2 separate regions of the Mus musculus genome follow, and region 2 is linked to region 1. Evidence: chromatin contacts called from public Hi-C data. All regions are on one chromosome and are shown on one strand. Each heading gives the region's core, a stretch centred on a gene start, on an enhancer-like site or on the middle of the called end of the contact. The rest is flanking DNA. Distances are from core to core; before and after follow the strand shown. Region 1 holds the start of Csrnp3 (cysteine-serine-rich nuclear protein 3). Region 2 overlaps Csrnp3 (cysteine-serine-rich nuclear protein 3).

Evidence for each region. A called contact is a pair of places that touch in the nucleus more often than the background predicts.
Region 2: a contact with region 1 is called in a Hi-C map of uterus, with 2.7 times the contacts expected there. The contact joins the enhancer-like site here to the promoter of Csrnp3 in region 1. A contact is called at or near these places in 3 of 39 promoter capture datasets (cranial neural crest, hippocampal neurons and second pharyngeal arch cranial neural crest), 3 of 484 Hi-C or Micro-C datasets (cerebellar granule neurons and uterus), 7 of 115 datasets of contacts at active chromatin or transcription factors (embryonic basal ganglia, embryonic forebrain, embryonic midbrain and 4 more) and 2 of 9 other capture datasets (adipose tissue and pancreatic islet).

Annotation. Positions count from the first base shown.
Region 1 is chr2:65,843,489-65,848,337 of GRCm38.p6, forward strand. Csrnp3 (cysteine-serine-rich nuclear protein 3) reads left to right here and starts at 2,279. Exons shown (of 7, transcript NM_153409.5): 1 at 2,279-2,396.
Region 2 is chr2:65,992,646-65,997,494 of GRCm38.p6, forward strand. All of the region lies in intron 4 of Csrnp3 (cysteine-serine-rich nuclear protein 3), which reads left to right. Among named protein-coding and RNA genes, the nearest start is that of Gm52514, 67 kb to the left of the region's middle. Within about 2 kb of position 2,621, at least 60 of the 459 cell types and tissues checked have an H3K27ac peak or open chromatin away from gene starts, as enhancers often do. A contact at or near this core is called in embryonic basal ganglia, embryonic forebrain, forebrain and 2 more, where this site is marked.

The DNA.
Region 1 (4,849 bases), core at 1,029-3,528:
AGCCATCTCTCCAGCCCCCGATTCTCAGCTTTCTTAATGCTGCAACACCTTAGTGTAGTTCCTCATGTTGTGGTGTCCCCCAACAGTAAGTGATTTCATTGCTCCTTCATAACTGCAATTTTGCCTCTGTTATGAATTATAAGTAAATATCTAGTATGCAGGATATCTGATGTGTGACCCCTGTGGGGGTCTGGGTCCACAGGTTGAGAGCCATTGTTTTAGCTGCTATTTATCAGCAGTGTTGGCCCTTTGGACGGTCGAAATAAGAGGTCTGCTAATCCGGTCCAAAAGATTTACCCGATGTTTACAGAAGATGCCGTGTTATGCATAAAGAAGGGCAATAAACGGTATTGAAGGGGATAAAGATGCTCTGAGATAACTTGGCTCTGAACTTGCAACATTCCAACCATTCTGCATGTCTGATGCTCTCCCCAGTCAGTTCGCCTTTGCAGACACAGCTTCTTTACAAGAATTCTATTCATACATGTGTACACTGACCTAATATCCAGCCCCAGAGCAATTCTTCGTAAAATCTGCTCCATGTTAAGTCTCCAGTCACTTTTCTTTGTCTTCTGTACCATTATCTCTAGACTATCCAAGGTGTGTCCTTGGACCAGGTACCTCCATACATAAAGAAATCTCCCTGTTTGCCTCCTCTTCTTCCCCTTGGTTTAATTCCCATAAAGCCATTGACCTATGAAACTGCAGAACCAGACCCATAGATATATCTATATGTGGACATGGGTGAGGGACAAGAAGGACACTGGGTGAGGGAAAAGTCGTTGGGAATGTAGCTCAGTGCTCAAGAGATTGTAGCTCCTCTACAGGGTTAGAGTTCATTTCCCATCAACCACCTCAGGCAGCTCACAACGTATACGTCCAACTCTAGATTCCTCCTAGAGCCTACACACACACACACACACACACACACACACACACACACACACCACAAATAAAAAGAAAACAACCATCAATTCATGTCTTCTCAAGGAAGCTTTCTTAGAATATCTCATCAAATGACTGCAATCAGCAGCGAGTTTTACATTTTATATTAAGTGTGTGTGTGTGTGTGTGTGTGTGTGTGTGTGTATGTGTGTTCCCATGCCATGGCACTGGTGTAGATATCTGAGTTCAGTTTTCAAGAAGTCATTGTCTCTTTCTAATACATGGAGCCCGGGGATTAAACTCAGGTTGTCAGGTTTGGGAGCAAGAGCCTTTGCCCACTGAATTCTCTCCCTGATTCAATTAGTAGCGTTTTTAAATACAAAGAATACTGGTTTGCTTTATTAGGGTCTGTTGTTGTTCATTCGTTTAATTAGCTTTCTTGGCTACTTGTGATATCACTGGCCTTTAATCCCAGCACTTAGGAGGCAGAGGCAGGCAGGTCTCTTTTATGTTTGAGGCCAGCCTAGGTAGTTCACTTAGTGAGTTCCAGGCTAGCCACAGCAGCTTAGTGAGACCTCTCTTAAAGCAATTCCTCCCCCCCTCCCCAAAGCTGCATATGAATTTGCTTTGCTGCCTTAAATAAATCTAATCTGATGTTTTCCTCAATTGTTCTTTGATTCATGCTATGCCTTTCAGTTCAGAAGTGAAATGATTTTGCCCAGGGTTATTAGAGCAAAATTAGAGTCCAATTAGCCATTTTGGGGCTTTGCAACCAAGTGGCCGATGCCTCTTTAATCTTTAACAAGCTCCAGTATTCACAAATTAATGCCGCTATCTAAGGAATCGGAAGTTGTACAAACCACACAACTCCAAATTATTTGAATATTCTTCTACTCTGTTTGAAAAATGTGTATTCTGCTGATCTGGCCCCAGAACTATGAATAGAAACACTGCCAAGCAGAGGTTGTCATGTCACCAGTAAGAGATGTCATGCTTGATTCATTTCCCTTGGATCCTTTGAAAAGGCAATATTGATGGTCAGTCTCTTTCTCTGCCTATAACTCAAAACGTGCAATGAGGACGTGTATATGTTTTTTCTACTAAAGGGAAAAAATCAGTAGGGTGAGGGGAAACAGGCGATTTACCTAGGCTTTCCTCGGTGCTTGCTTTGACTTATGGTGGGCAAGGCATAGATTAACCCTGATTTCCTACATCCAAAACAAGACTTTTGACTCCAGCTGGCTGTTGTTTGAAATATTTTTCTTCTCTGTTCTGTCTCTCCATTTTTCATTTTTTTTCCCCACTGCCTTCCTCCCTCTGCTGCAGGGATTTGTCCTCTAAAAGCTCGAGGTGGGAGGGAGCAAGGACTGAGAGCAGGCAGGCGGCAAGAGCTGGAGGACGCCAGGATCTGGCTTTTGTTATTGGTTGGCTGCGGCCTGATGGATGAAGGGCGGAGTGAGCTCTTCTCAGTGTGTTCTGCTGGAGCCCAAGTACAGAGACCATATTTACAGGTAAGAGAAAAAAAAAGACGAAAAGAAATTTATTTTTCTTTTCTTTCTCTCTTTTCTTCTTTCTTCCTTCCTTTCTTTCTTTTTCCCTTCCTTCCTTCTTTCTTTCTTTCTTTTTTTTTTTTAAAGGGAAATGCTCGGTTCTAGTAGAAGCATCTTAGGGAATGTGGGAATCCTAAAGGCGCTTCCCGAAAAACCTGTCCCTCGAGTGACTACGGGAAGCCTAGATGAGCAGCTCTTGGGTTTGCAAAAACCCTTTTCCGATTTAAATACAAAAGGCACAAAACCCTGAGGAACTTGTCTTTTCCGGATTAGCCATCTAAGCAAACGCACAACGGACGGATAAAATCCTGTGTCTTTGTGTGTTTTTATCAGGCTGTGTTCATGGAAACCAAAGGAGGCATGAGCAAAGCTTGATAGATTCCACAGGTCCTGAGAAAATGGAGCCTTCTCAGAACATACTGGATTCAGTATGGGGGTCTTTATATTTAGGACCCAGCAAGGAGCTTATGATTTTTTTGTTTGTTTGTTTATAGTTTCTTTTAGCCTAGACTTTGAATGAACGATCTATGTGCATGCAAACCCTCTTCGTTCTGTGCATCTGGTGCCGAGTAGCTGCAGCATTTGTCAGCAAATGTGAAGCTTCCATGTGGTGATGAAGTAAAGATCTATCGGTAGCTGTCAACATGCACGGGACGGTTTTCCTTTAAAAGCACGGAAGCCTAATTGAGAAAGACGAGACTTTGCTGTGAAAAGTAGGGTCTGACCGACACGTTTCATTTATGCATCAGATACGTCAAGTTAAGAAATTCCACTACACACTGCTGGCAAAAGCCTCACAGCAGTTATGTGTTAGTACGCCTAAAGTTTTGACTTTACTAGCTGCTTATAATGCCTGGCATTAAGTTTTATTTTCTTTTATGAAAACCAGGAAAGATTTTTTTTTAGCAGTACGGACTAAATGTTATATTTATGGTAATAAAGATGGCAAAAATAATTTTATTCCACAACACTAGCTCCTCTGTAGATTATATTTTATAAGATCATTTAAGTCTGAGAGGAACTCATTACCTTTGAGGTCTTAAAAAATAGTACAGTCATGGACACATTGGCATCCAATTAATACCTGTTGACTGGAGTAAAACACAATCATAATAGTGATGTAAATATTTTGCTGCCTTTGAATGAATTAAAACTTACTAAGAATGACTGTAATTTCTAAGAAAATTTGGTCTTATTTTTGCTTTGATTTTGGAAGATGGGTGGTACAACCCTTTGAATAAGATGGTACAAACACAACAAATTCTTAAGAAATTAAACGGGAAGGAAATACTGCTGGATAGTGGGTAAAGATTACTCAAGTTAATGAATATTTCCTTTGAACTTCCTAAACATACTTAATATCTTTAAACAGATATTAAGATCAGATGTTATGTTGATCTCTCCTATGGTTTGTTTTGAACCATTTCTGGTTTTCAAAAATCATGACATCATGCTACAATTTCTCCCTGTTTTTCACTGTTGATGTTTCTCTTTAAAAGTAATTTTTGGTTTTTCAAACAAAACGATGATTGCAATTAATTCAAGTTTCCCACCCCCATGGAGCCTAAGGTGGTATGCAAATCTAAATAAATATTCAGCTGCTGGAATGTGGCACGGACAATCAATCAATGCAGTGATGTTTTCTTTTAAAAAAAAAAGGAATTATAAATTCTGAACAAAGCTACCTCTAGGAATGAAGGGGGATTGATGAAAATTAGAGAGCAGAGTTCCACATGGTTTTAAATTATTCCGTTGCCTTGGAAACCAGCTGCTGCAGATGCATTTTGCTTTCTTTAGCTAAAAATATCATCCTTTTAATAATCACTAAGGGAAAGGTTTTGAATAAAAGCAGAGCGTATTGTTGTTGCTTCTTATAATTTCCTTAATGGCTCACATATTTTGGATGGAGAGTAGATAAATCCTTTCTCCATCAGCATCTCCTATCAGACACTGGCAGATGTCTGCAAGGCTTATGGAAAAAAGGGAGACAACTGTGGCAGCTCCTACTGCAGTCTGCAGGGGAAAAGCGTGTGTGTGTGTGTGTGTGTGTGTGTGTGTGTGTGTGTGTGTGTGTATGTGTGCACGCGCACACGTGTGCCTGTCTGTGTCTGTTTTGTACTGGAGGGAAAAGATTGAAAACATGATGCAGGCAAGTGGGACCCTTCCAAAGCTCTTCAGTAAGATATGACAAGGTCATTTATTTTTTTCCGGGTGCAGCCGGTTTTCAGATGTAAATATAGGTTTGTAGCTGGTTTTCAGATGTAAATATAGGTTTGTTTGGTCTTTCTCTGCAAAGTGTTGGATTTCATTTTTCTCTCCAGGTTGCAGAAGTTAGCCATGTACTGTATCTGTTGAAAAATGAAAAACTATTTATAATGTTTTGGTAAACTAAAAGAATAAAATAAAATAAATAA
Region 2 (4,849 bases), core at 1,371-3,870, 150 kb after region 1:
TGTACCCGCATGCACATATGGGCACACATGCACGCCCACGTACACACACTTATTTATTTATAGGAAATTCATAGCTCAAAGTTCGAAGCCTTCCCAGATCCATCACTGCCAACCAAGAAACAGAAGGTAGCCCAGCCTCTCCAGCCGCCCCAGTCGCCCAAGCTACCCAAGCTGTGCCCCCAGCTGCCCTGTACTCTGGGCTTCAACCTTGCAGCTTCTCATCTTATTTCAAAATGTTCTGACATGATGCGGCCAGTCAAATATGACTGATTAGTGCCCTCCTGTTATGCTTTTTAAAGTGATATACATCTTAATTTGGAATACATATAAGAAGGGCTTTTATTTTAGGTCTTGATGAGATTTTTTTTTGAATCCTGTTTTCACATCTTATCATTCCTGACAGAGTTCAAAGCTCAAGGGCCTGGTCTTTGATTCAGTCTAGCTCTGCAGAATAAATTCCAAGTGATCTCAGAAGAAAAAAAATTTTTTTTTCGTTTATTATGGTGGAGCCTTGTTCTGCTGTGTTTCTTTGTTTTTAAGCACTATTCAGTCCTGGATTATTATGATGTATTGGGTTTGACAGGGCTAGAATGTTGGAATAGATGAAATACTGCTTGGGAAGTCATTGAGCAGGTGGAAAATGCCATTTAATCCTTCTAACGGGAGCAGCTCATGGTGGTATTGAAAAAAAATATAGAGACAGTAAACCAGGTTAGGAGAGCAGAATAATAGCAAACGTCTCCTCCGTTCATTGTGAGGCTGCCCCATGCAGCTTCATTTTACACTGAGCCAGTCCATGCCCCCCAAATATTTCTCCAGTGGTTGTAATGAATTGCATTGCCCCTTGGTTGTTCCAGTGCCGGTGTTCTGCTGAGGAGACATATGGTTTCCATTTATTTTAATGCGTCTTCGACATCAGGAGAATTGCTGAGACAGCAGAGGAAAGTGCTTACACCTTGGACCGCAGCCAGAGCTGTGATTATTTACGTGTAGTAAGGACTACTCTTTCCCAGTAAGAAACGCTGTGGTCTCGGGGTTATGCATGTCGAGGTTCTAATGAAGCCAGTGCCACGGGTTTATGTGTTCTGACAATAACTGGTCCGTTAGCGGCGGTGAAATGTGTTTCTTGAGCACCAAGTTTCAGGGTTTAATTGCACATGTGAGAGATTAAGGAAACCAGCTGGGGAAGAGCCAGGACTTGTTTTCTCACTGATGATAAAGGAACAGCATCACCAAGATACTACTGTGCACATGCAATATCTCCCATCTGTGATTCAGGCTTCTCACAAAGGTAATTATTTCTCATAATACACCTATGTAATACAATTCATATAACATATCATAGTGACTATTAGAATTCGGATTTCAGTGACTATATCATTGGGCCTTTTATTATTTTGCAAATATTAAGAAAGGAAAGTATTTTCACATTTTTGGGTTTTTTTGGGTGCTTCTTGCTTACAATGAGGAAGCGTCCTTTAAAAAATAGAAGACAAAGTCTTCAATAACATTTGTTCCGTGTGTGTAGTAATTGTTAACATTACTCTGAGAAGATACAACCATTCCCTAGAAATTTGTTATATTTCGTCAGTAAATAAAGATAGCGGGGGGGGGGGGGGAGGGGACTAATAGCATTGTAAAGTTTCTGTAAAATGGTTCTCCATGGAGACAAAGTCATGTGGCTAGCTGAATAAATGAAGCAGGAAGAGTGAACTCCAGCCTCTGCTCATGCTTTGGGTACTCCTGAGTGGAATGGCATACCTCAATTTTGCTCGTTACTTTATTGTGCCTCAAATATTTTGCTGGCATATTTTAATGCCGTGTCCTTAGGCGATTTATAACATAAAGGTAAAACTGAAGCAGAAGGGAGATTGTAGGTCAGGTGTGGAAGTAGTGAGCCTAGACTCATGGTGCAAGACAGGTAGATGACTTGGTGGGAAGGGAAAGGCAATGAAGTGGGACCGGAAGGCAGACACCTCCGTTAGTGTACAATGTAAACTTGTTTTGCTTTCATAATTTTGGTCTCCGGTACCAATGACATTTTAATGATAGAGCATCCAGCAGTCACATTATACCCTCAAGGGAGGTCGAATCTATGTAAAAGGGCCTGTCCAAGCCAGGCTAATTATATATGAAGATGAGAGAAAAGATAGAAAAAAGAGTCAACCATTTACTTTTATTACAACTTTATAACCTTAAAGAGCATATTTTGGTTTTTGTTTTTGGTTTTTTTTTTTTCTATCAAGGATGATCAAAACAGACCCCACTCTTACAACTATTCACAAGGCTCATGAAAGGAAGCGGTATCTTTAATAAAAGAAGAAAAATAGCTACTTCGATAGCATCGCCTCTTGTGGGTTAATCATTTTAATTATGTGTGCCACGGAGGCAAGAAGGTCAACTTGACACTGGCTGTCACCTGCAGTGTTTGGAGTTCACATCAGAATCCTTAAGCAGAAAGCTGTATTTTGTACCAAGCCGAGACTATCAATAGTCGACCGCTCTGTTGCACTAACAGCTATAAAAGGAAATGCAGTTTGTCGAGTGCTCAACACCCTGGGCTGTGCCTGTCAGGAGAGCCAGAGGAGAGCTGGTCCCTCAATGCAGATCTCCTGCCAGCTCCTACGGATGGAGCTGACAGATTGAACGGTTGAGGACGTGACATGCATGTTCATGATCTTAAACAAAGCTTTCGTCAGGGAGCCTCAAGGGTCAGCTTTCCACATAATCTCTGTTTCTGCCACTCTGTTGGAGTTTGCATGTATATGCAGTATCTTTGGCTGCCTTAAAGGGCACTTGTCTTTTTCACGTGGACATCTATGAGAAGGGTGTTTTTATACTTTACATAAACCAGTCAAAAGAGGCTTGTAAATGATTTAACTTAGAAGCTACAGTTCAGCAAATTCTTACGCTTGCAAGTCTCAAGGGTCACCCCAATTGTGAATATTTTTAACTTAGTATTTAAAATGGGATGGGAGGCAAACCTGCTTTAGGGCCTAGAGTAGTATGGCTTAGACCCATGTATGAATTATAAACCTTGTTCTCTGGTTAACTGCGATCGGCATGCTAGCTGCTTTGAGGTGTATGATTTTATATTTTGGGGTAGTCTAATCTGCTTGTTGACTTACTATTAGTACGTAAGTTGGTAGGATGTCTTGAGATACGGAAGAATGCACTTAGGGCTTTAGAAAGATAGATGTGGAGGATATAGCTGACTGGAAAAGCACTTCTCTAGCATGTATGAGGCGTAGGTTCAATCCCCAGTACAGGGTCGGGAAGGGGGAAAGAGAGGGGGAGATCTGTCATTCACATTACAGAGAAACCAATGTATCAGTGAGGAACAGACTTGCATTTAAGATCACTTTTGAAGATGACTTTCATAATAACCGGGGCAGTGCTTTAAGAAGCAAGGCCTTAACAAGCTTTACCGGTTGTGACATTTTTTACTGATTTGACCATAAGTGGATAAAAAGGTCAACTTACTTCATATGCTTAATTTTAATTTTGTTCAAAAGTTCTGAAGAAAATGTTCTCAATTAGTCTCTGCTTGCGCGTGCGTTCTTTCTCGAAACCAAGCTACATGGCGCTTCCTCAGCAATGCCAACCCTTTGAAGTTCCGCTCATGCAAAGGAACTGCCCTAAATACCTGAGCTAAACAAATCTGAAACTATGAATGGGGCCTGTATATTAGGAACTCTTCAGGTGTGACTCAGCAGACTAAAGGAGGCAGACAGAACAAGGCAGCATTGCTTTTGACCCCAGTTGGAAACACTCTCAGGGATATTATTCTCTCTTCATGACTAGACCAATTTCCATCCCTCACTTAAGACTGAGGCCATGTAAGTGACTTCCTGCCCAGGAGCAGCCCAGCCCAGACAATCATACCAATTTGGAGAGAGAGAATATCCGATCATGAGAAGTCTGCAGGCGTGATATATAAAGACCAACATAGTCTTAACTTGACTGGACATTTCTCTAGTATCGAATCTGTTAGTTTCTACATCAAATGGTTTCTGATGAAATTGGATCCACAGTAAACTAACCTTCCCTACTTTGCAATTGAGTCTCACCTTGAAAGGGTAAGCACCAATTTCCACACTAATTTTATCTGTGTGATTTTTTAAAAACGCATACTTTTTTATTGCCTGGGTTTTTCTAACAAGAAAAAAAAAACAAGAAGACTAGCAGTTTCATGTTGCTTCAACCAGATTTGCCCAAAATCTAAATGTGTGGACTTAACAGTTCATGGGCAATTTTCTTTTGTGTATTGAGCATAGGAGATAAAACTGTATTATTGACGTTGTACCTAAAAGATATAATTAAATTTTCTCTTTGTTTAACATAAGACTGAACCATGAGCTTTTAAACTGTCATATATCAAATTTAATATCAAAATACACAGTTCCTCTTCCTGTTCCCACCACCATCAAGACTTTTTTGATGGCTACTGCCATCAGAAAGAAGAAGAGAGTCCAATGGTAGTGGCAACCTTGTCATGAGAGCATTTGTTCTACATAACTCTCTCTCTAGTAGAATCCGTAGGCCAGATCCTCATCTGGGTCACTGTGTGGGCAGTGTGTGCAAAGATCAACAATACAAGACACCCATGTTAGTGGTGTTCAGAGATGACCGATTACAAATCAAAATTACTCAGGAAAAAGTAAAACTGACAAGTCAGGTAGAAACTTGAAGTCTTGAGGAAGTATTCCAGCCTATAAGGACAGGTGGTTTTGATTTTTTTAAAGTAATGTTTTGATTAACTTTTTGAGAATTTCATACAATGATCCCATTCATCTTTCGTCCCTGACTCCTTGCAGATCCTTCCCTAACTCCCTACCCAACCACCCGT